Regions from separate parts of the Zea mays genome. Here all the other regions are linked to region 2. Evidence: chromatin contacts called from public Hi-C data. All regions are on one chromosome and are shown on one strand. Each heading gives the region's core, a stretch centred on a gene start, on an enhancer-like site or on the middle of the called end of the contact. The rest is flanking DNA. Distances are from core to core; before and after follow the strand shown. Region 1 holds the start of LOC100383935. Region 2 has its middle 9.9 kb from the start of LOC100383369. Region 3 holds the start of LOC542567 (aldehyde dehydrogenase 2).

Region 1 (2,700 bases), core at 92-2,591, 150 kb before region 2:
CCGCCTCCGTCGCGTTCTGGGATCATTTCGTTCTTGCATTTATTCCTGTCACCAATCCATGACCTGTGTTTCTGTAGACGTCAGATCATCCTTCACTTGCAGCAGAGTCCTCCCCAACCAGTGTTCCATGGGGGAATTAGACGTGAAGGAACAGGAACAAGAATGAAAAGCACTGGGTCAAAGAGCAGTTGCACCTTGCGCTCTCCTTTTTTCCCCTTTCTTGCAATGTTTTGGAGGCATTCATTTGGGAAATCTTGTTTTCGTTGGGTCTCGCTGAGGTAGTTTCGCAATCTAAGATAAAACTTTTTCATACTCTCGCTGACGGACAGAGCAAAAAGGAGATGACGGAAGGAAAGAGAACAGATGCGGTGCGGGCAGGAGTAGTTACAATGTTTTTTGGGAGATATATAGGAATCCGTTGGAGAATGGTTTTTATTTGGATCTAAATGTTGTTAGGAAGCTTCCAATCTGAAGGTATTAGGAGCTAATAAATCAAGAGCCGTTGGAGATGCTCTAAGTGCCATTAAAATCTCAGTAGTCTAACTGCTTTGACCGGTTTCCTTGGCCACATGCACCTGTTCATGTCTGCCGATTGCCTCCACCCACCAGAGAAGAGAGAGAGGGGGGGGGTACCAATCTCCCATAAAAGAAGTCGACACATCAAAGCTATGGAGGAGAGGGGATACCCAGTAGAAAGGATTTAAAATATAAATATGCACCACTGCGTGATCAATGGGCATCACATTCTTCTAAATAGGTTAGGCTCACTGGACCATGTATGATATAGTTGTCTCCTTGCATATTGCTATCCTACATCATGACTTATCTCATTCCTGCTCTAGGTCATATTTTTATTTAGTCCAAATTATGACATAATGGTTGTACTGTAAGCCTTCGTATCAGGGGTAGCTGGAAGGAATGTCTCCAGATATTTTTCTTCGGTTAGACAGTTTATGGGATCAAGGGAGCTCAGCCCAAGAGAAGAGCTGAATACGTCGCAGCTAGATTTGACTTACCCTTTGTTCCCGCGGCGAATGCTCTTGACTACCTCTTTGACTCCGCGCTTGAGGCACTTCGCCTCGGAGGCTGCAAATTCACCAAGAACTAAATCACATCACCGAATGGGGCAAACACGGAATCTAATTGAGCGTGGGCGAGGAAGAAAGTCTGACGAACCTCGTCGCACGAGCTTGAGGGTCCGCTTGCAGAGCTTCTTTCCAGCGAGGGGTTTCGCGATGGACATCAGCGCCACCGAGGCCTTCTTCTCCGTCTCCGTGTCGCTCCCCATCGCCGCCGCCGCCTTCGACCTGTGGCTTCGCGGTCGTTTCTAGTTCGTTTTTTGGAGCTAGGGTTTTAGCGAAAGCTTACTCACTGAAGTTGCTATAAAATGGCAGGTCGGGTCCACGCGGCACCTTTGCAAATCACAAGTACTAATAGCATCTTCAAAAAACTAGCTAAATAATCAATTAAGCTAAATTTTGACTACTAAATATTAAAACAACTTTCTAACAGATTAACTATCTAACTCGTCAAACTATTTGAATCTCTAAATTAGCTTTCTTATTAATCAAATTTGGCTAGTCACCTGAATATCTAAATTAAATCGATAGTCTGTTGGAGTAAGATGCTATATATAAAATGTAATCTTTATAAAAATTAAATATATGGTCAAATATAGAGCCAAAAATAGTCTTTTGGAGATACTTTAAGAACTAAGAATAAAGAAAGAAAATCTATTTTACACCCGATCAACTATATTTGGGAAAAAATCTCGCTCAACTTCTCTATCATCTCCTAAAACCGAACATATGGTTTTTCTAAGTGTTTTTATATTTATATTTATTTTGACTAAATCTTTTAAAAATTTATAATATACCATAGAAAATGATAAAATAAAAATCTAAATTTATTAGATTCTACATGGTGTATACACACTAAACATATGATAGGTTATATTTAAGTATAAAGTTTTTGCTATAGCTTCTAAATATATATATTTCTATGATTAATTCATAGCTATATTTTGTGTGGTTCAATTGTGATAATTTTTATAATGATCTAATCATTTATGCTTGATATATAGTACAATTTTTATGTTAATCATATAACATATGACTGGAGTAGATTTATTCATGTTTATTTTTGTTAAATAATTAAAAAGTTATAAAAAATATATGATTTTTTTGGTGTCGGATGATCAGGACTCATGCTATAAGAACCGTTTCAGCCATATATTTATATGGTCACCTAAAACATTATTTTGCACTGTAGACTGTATTTTCATAGAGTATAGTTTGAATATAAAGATAAGGATGAATAAGCTACTAGAGATGTACTCATAGTAAAAATAGGTGAGCTCTTATATTTGTTTAGTTTGTTGGGTATCATAATATCCGACGTCTAAATATGTGTGTTGTGTTTAGTCCTGATAACTAGAAGTAGAAGCCTTTGGGCGTGTTTGGTAGTTGGCCTAAGCCGCTGCCACCGACCACACTTTTCACGTCACAGTTGTGGAGGCCGATTCGGCCGCCGCAACTTAGGTGTGGAGTGGCGCCACACGCCACACACCAAACACGCCCTTTATACGAAAGAGGCAAGCAGTAGTAACAATGTCCATAATAGATTGTGTAAAATAGAGGATTTATACTGCAGATTACATTATTTATATAATATGGTTTAAAATAGAAGATGAGATAAGAA
Region 2 (2,700 bases), core at 185-2,684:
AAATAACAACTTGAACCCTACTTAGAGTGGTGTTTTGTATTCGACATGGCGAGACACAACTTCTAACTCTTCATACGAAAGTTAAAGTGAACTCTTTTCCTTTCAGCACCAAAAGTGGCCGATGGTCCGGTCCTAGGGCTCGGATAGTTCGTAGCCCCGCGATCAAATCAACTTAGGTAATTATCCTTATCTTGTGCGTGGTTATCTATCTAATCACGTGAGAGTTGTTGGCATCTCCTAGGAACAGGTCCAAACATCATTCCCTATAAATATAAAGGGGTACGACCAATTGATAGCCCAAACACATTCCAATCGAACCAATTACTTTCTTTATCATTCCTATCTTAGGAGTAGATATAGCGTATTTCTAGTTATAGTCTTCCGCATATCCACCTCCACCCCTATTCGACTCTATGTCGTCTAGATCCGTCTTGGTTGACCTGCCGACCCAAGACGACTCTAGGATTTTACCCCTCTATGGGGGCAAAATCTAGTTATCCACCCCAGGCCTCTTTCTTGAATTCATCTCTTAATTTCTATGCAACTCCACGTCGTCTGGGGACGCTCCTGGTGATCTGTCGATCCAGGGCGTCCTAAGATCTCTTTCCCCAGGGGCGAGATCTAGTTCCAGCGAGGAGGAGGAAAACGACCCTACGTCATCGCGGACCGTCCGGTGCGATGTTAGGAAGGTGTCGCTCCTGCGCCTAGGTCGCGGGCCGTTCGGCCCAGAGCCGCGGACCGTCCGCGCCGCCGTAGAGAGCACCGTCAGGCGATACACCCGGAGTGATTGGAGCTGCCCACATTGGCGTCAAGAGTGAGTTCTGTAATCACTTGTAGACAATTGTAGGCAAGCTGTATACGGTTTCGTACATAAGAGCAGTTAGCTAGGTCAACATACGTATCTTATCATTTTATTTTCCAACGGGTGTCTCCCGTGCAAGCTGCCAAAAGAATCGCTTTTCAGAATCAGATCTAAACCGGGTATGCTAGCAAGAAACAGCTCACTGGAACATCATTCTATTCAAATATATCCACCGGCGCCCATTGATAGTATAATTGTCGCCATCTCAAAAGAAAGTATGATTCTCTAGTTTTTTTTTTTTGAAGTAGAATACTCTCTCCAGTCATGCAATACATCAAGTTAGAACAAGCAAATTAGCGCGCACAGTAACAATTTCGACCGGTGGTTGACATGCACATATTTGTCCGGACAGCGAAATATCTGCGACGGCTTCGGCAATTTCAAGATTAATCGATTGAATACATCAACACTAGATGCTCTTTATGAATACGTGCGAGAATATATAAATGTCTGTGTACTGTGTGTTTTGAACAAGAAAAAATGGGTCGTAGGATCGATTTTTACACAGTAGAGCTGCACGCATCCATTCACTACAGAAAGGCAGAGAGCGACGTCCAGGTGCAGATAACTAGATAAGCACAGTTTCTTTCAGCTGTCCAATCCAGTTTTTTTTTTATTCGCGAAAGCGATTTCCATGCCAGCTGCATTATCAGCCAAAATTTGGAACTATATGAGAGGTCATCTATAGCGGATCATCTGTCATATCTACAATCTAATTTCTTATTTTAAACTTCACTATTCACGCAAGGCTACGGCTGAAACGGCCGTACGAGCAGATGCAACCAAATAGTCCTAAAACGGTTTGTTTTGCATCTGTCCGTATAGACCACGTCTCCCGCTTACAGGTAACCAAACATATGTGAGCCTATATAAAGTTAATGCACGCGGTAATTCTCAGGTCAAAATGATGCAGACAAACAACCAAATGATAATGGTATGTAAACAATATCATCTATAGTGTCACGTCTTGTATTTTACACGCTTCACCAAGTACATCTTGACAAAACATTTGTTGCGGCGTCACTTTTATCAGAGAAAACGAAATTGGTGCATAATTGCGCATACAAAAGAGAGAGAGAGAAAATCCAAACTCGATGCTCTGGTTCTTTCTCTGTCAATGGTAGTCAGTCCCTCTATTAGCTGTAATATACACGGTGTGGCTTGACATTGCACGATATAGTAACTTCGATTTCTAGCTGGATTATTTATCTGGTTTGTATAAAGTTTGATCAGGTGAAATCCGGCGCAAACGAACAGTCCACAAAGGGAAAAAGGGTAGAGTGGACGGATTTTTTTTTTGATCGAAATCGCTGCTATGCATTTATTGACATATGTTCAAACAATGCTCTAGGGCCGGCTAATCGAGTGCGCGGGATGTGGAAGCGTCACCTCGTGTCAGAAAGAAAGGGAGCAAAAAAATTAGCCTTTCGCGAGTGGGAGTGGAAGAAAAAGGAAAAAAGGAGTGATAAACACAATAAGGCCTTCCCGTCCATTGCTTTGCTTTTCACGACGGTCCACTGCGGTGGCCGGCACCGGCAGCAAAAAGATCCATGCATGTCACATCCGGATTTCGGGCACCAAGACCCGGGCGCGAACATAAACACCAGGTGTGCTGGGACCAAGTCTCACACATATGATGAATAATGGCACAGGATCGAATGTCACATCTTTACTACATAACAGAAGTTCTATACAAAATAAATAAATAAATAAGTACATTATAAGGAGACAACGGTCCAGCAACCCAAAGTTGACTGGGAGACGACGACCTAGACCTCTCACGAACTCGTCATAGCATCCTCCATGCGCCTCATCCTGTGGTACTGTTCTTGACCTGT
Region 3 (2,700 bases), core at 185-2,684, 150 kb after region 2:
AGGTGCCGAGACCTCGTTCGGGGACGTGTGACTGACGCTAGCCGACCTCGTGGAGGAGGTTGGCCACGTAGAGCGCGGAGAGCGGCGTCTGCTCGGCGGTCTTGAGGACGACGGTGTTGCCGCAGGCGAGCGCCGGGCCGACCTTCCAGGCGAACATGAGCAGCGGGAAGTTCCAGGGGATGATCTGGCCGGCCACGCCGACCGGCTCGTGCAGCACCTGCACGTGGTGCGCGCCGTCGGCCGGCGCCACCAGGCCGTGGATCTTGTCCGCCCACCCGGCGTAGTACCGGACGCACCGCGCCACCATGGGCACCTCGGCCCCCGCCGCCTGCGCCAGCGTCTTGCCGTTGTCCCACGTCTCCAGCGCCGCGACCTCCTCCGCGTGCCGCTCGATCAGGTCCGCGAAGCGCAGCAGCACGCGGCACCGCTCCTGAAAACCATGCGTGAGCTGCCGTCCGTCAGCGTGTAGCTCCCTACCGACATGGAATGGAGGCAGCGCCGGGTTCTGCTGCTGCGCGCGTACGTACGTAGGCGGTCATCCTCGGCCACGGGCCCTCGTCGAAGGCCCTGCGGGCGGCGGCCACGGCGCGGTCGATGTCCTCGCTGTCGCCCTCGGCGACGCGCGCGATGACCTCGCCGGTGCGCGGGTCCAGCGTCGGGAACGTCTTCCCTGGCGAAAGGCACACGTCGGTCGCTGAGACGCCGTCGGCAGGACAGGCCCAAGGCAATAAGCTTGCTGTGCGTGCGTACGTACGTACGTACCAGAAGCAGCGTCGACGAAGTTGCCATTGATGAGGAGCTGGGTGTGCTTCACCTCCACCGCGGGCTGGATCGGCTCCTCTGCGGCCGCGGCCGCGGATGCCGGTGCGGTGCTGAACCTGTGAAGAGCAGCAGCCCCTGGCAGCAGATCGCGTCCAGTGAGTCGAGCCAAAAGTTTCAGCGAGAGCGTGAATCACAAATCGCTGATGAAAGGAGAATCCATGGACTGACGGAACAATTTCTTAGTAGCTTCAAACTAGTTCGTTGGCGCATGGTAGGCGCGTGATCTATCGGAGATAAGGTGATTGAAACGGCAACAGGAAAATGGTAAGCCAAGCCAAGCCAAGACATCCCTTGCAGTTCCAGTACCAGAGCTCGATTGCGATCACGGGCAGAGATGAACCAAGAAAATAATAGGGTCCATAGAGACCGTCACCTGCTCCGAGGAGAGCGGACTTATTGCCGGCGGCAGAAGCAGGCGAAGGCGAAGGCTTTGTGAGGAGGAAGCGAGAGAGGACGGAGGAAGCAGCCCTCCTCACGGTTGCAGCCATGCCCTCACACCGCCCTCCGGGGGGATGTGTATGCAAAGGCAAGTCTCCGAGGCTAGGAGAGCGATGGCCTTGGCCTCCTTCGCTCTCTGCTGCCTTGCGAGTTGCGATTCTTTTGGACGGGACTAGCCACCAAAGGTCCAACAAACTCCAATGCTATATATCAGGCCAGCGTCGAGCTCGGGACGGGAAGCAGGGTCGCGTGACAGCGCCGGAGTAGTTGCCATCTTGCTGACGGCGCACGTCCAGATAAATAAAGGAATGGGAATGCATGACAGTGTTGTGCTCTATCAGTAGTACTAGACAGTTATGGGAGCACAAGCGTGTAGGTGACCATCGCCGCCACAAAGACAAATGTACTGCATAAAATTTTTTAAGACAATTTTTTTGGTTTATTGATTTAAAGACATTTGTAAGACTATTAAGCTTTTGTATTTGTCTTTCACAAAAAAGCGATTGATATTTATGATACTAAAAAAACAAATGATTGGATTTTTTTTTGAACGAAAACGGCAGGAGCTCTGCCTATCAAATCCACAAGGTGGGCGGGATAATTTTAGAACGCAAACATTGGAAGCTAAAGTAGGCTAGAAAGTCCAATTAAGGGGGGTTTTAGTTTCCGAATTTGGTAATTTAGAGAATAAAATAGAAAGACTAAAAATTAGTCACTAGAAACCAAGCAACCCCTAAAAATATCCCCCCAGCGTGTTTCAAATCTGTCATCCAAATCTTCAGGTATTGCTCTGGCCCAGTTTTATTTTCCACTACGAACGTACAGCCGAATGTTTCACTTCGCGCGCATGCAGTTCGTTCTCAAGCGTGGATTCTTTTCCCCCTTTCGCTATTTTCGATATCTGGTTGTATTCGTCGGTGACGTAGCTCATGGGCCCGCCCGTCGTCTAATGCACGAGCATTCAACTGTAGAGTTGAATAAAAACATTTTAAATCCCGGTCGCAACCAATTGTTCAGGATAAATATATAAAAACATACATTGGTGGGCAAAGTTTAGCTTGCACCACGTGCGAACAAGGGAAAAAAAAGAATTGTCAGGTAATTTACTTTATCCACGACGACGACTCTTGCTTTCGTGGCTCTTGAATCCTGAAGCGTATGAGTAAGACGAATCCGGTTCGACGATTACGACGGATGTCGCCATAAGTACTGTACTGCGTGGAGTAAGCAGCACAGATCGTTCCACAGCCTTTCATGGCGAGCTCACGTGAAAAACAAAGCCGGAACTCACAGTGGAGGGCGGGCGGAGGCAGTCCAGCTACAATGAACCGTGCCCACACTGATCGGTCTATACGGCCAAATAAAATTCGACAAGGCGCAAAGCAAATCCGAAAGACAGGCCGCGTATGCAAGGCCAAAATCTCGTAGAGGTAGAGCTTA

What was found. A called contact is a pair of places that touch in the nucleus more often than the background predicts.
Region 1: a Hi-C map of leaf shows a contact between it and region 2, with 3 times the contacts expected there. The contact joins the promoter of LOC100383935 here to the enhancer-like site in region 2. A contact is called at or near these places in 2 of 25 Hi-C or Micro-C datasets (leaf and tassel).
Region 3: a Hi-C map of bundle sheath shows a contact between it and region 2, with 1.7 times the contacts expected there. The contact joins the promoter of LOC542567 here to the enhancer-like site in region 2. A contact is called at or near these places in 2 of 25 Hi-C or Micro-C datasets (bundle sheath and endosperm).

The regions. Positions count from the first base shown.
Region 1 is chr4:170,746,552-170,749,251 of Zm-B73-REFERENCE-NAM-5.0, forward strand. It overlaps LOC100383935, which reads right to left and starts at 1,342. Exons shown (of 4, transcript NM_001176554.1): 1 at 1,177-1,342; 2 at 1,017-1,086. The coding sequence starts at 1,288.
Region 2 is chr4:170,900,312-170,903,011 of Zm-B73-REFERENCE-NAM-5.0, forward strand. No RefSeq gene overlaps it. Among protein-coding and RNA genes, the nearest start is that of LOC100383369, 9.9 kb to the right of the region's middle. Within about 2 kb of position 1,435, at least 10 of the 20 cell types and tissues checked have an H3K27ac peak or open chromatin away from gene starts, as enhancers often do. A contact at or near this core is called in bundle sheath and leaf, where this site is marked.
Region 3 is chr4:171,054,007-171,056,706 of Zm-B73-REFERENCE-NAM-5.0, forward strand. It overlaps LOC542567 (aldehyde dehydrogenase 2), which reads right to left and starts at 1,435. Exons shown (of 9, transcript NM_001112106.2): 1 at 1,196-1,435; 2 at 763-897; 3 at 528-670; 4 at 47-430. The coding sequence starts at 1,310.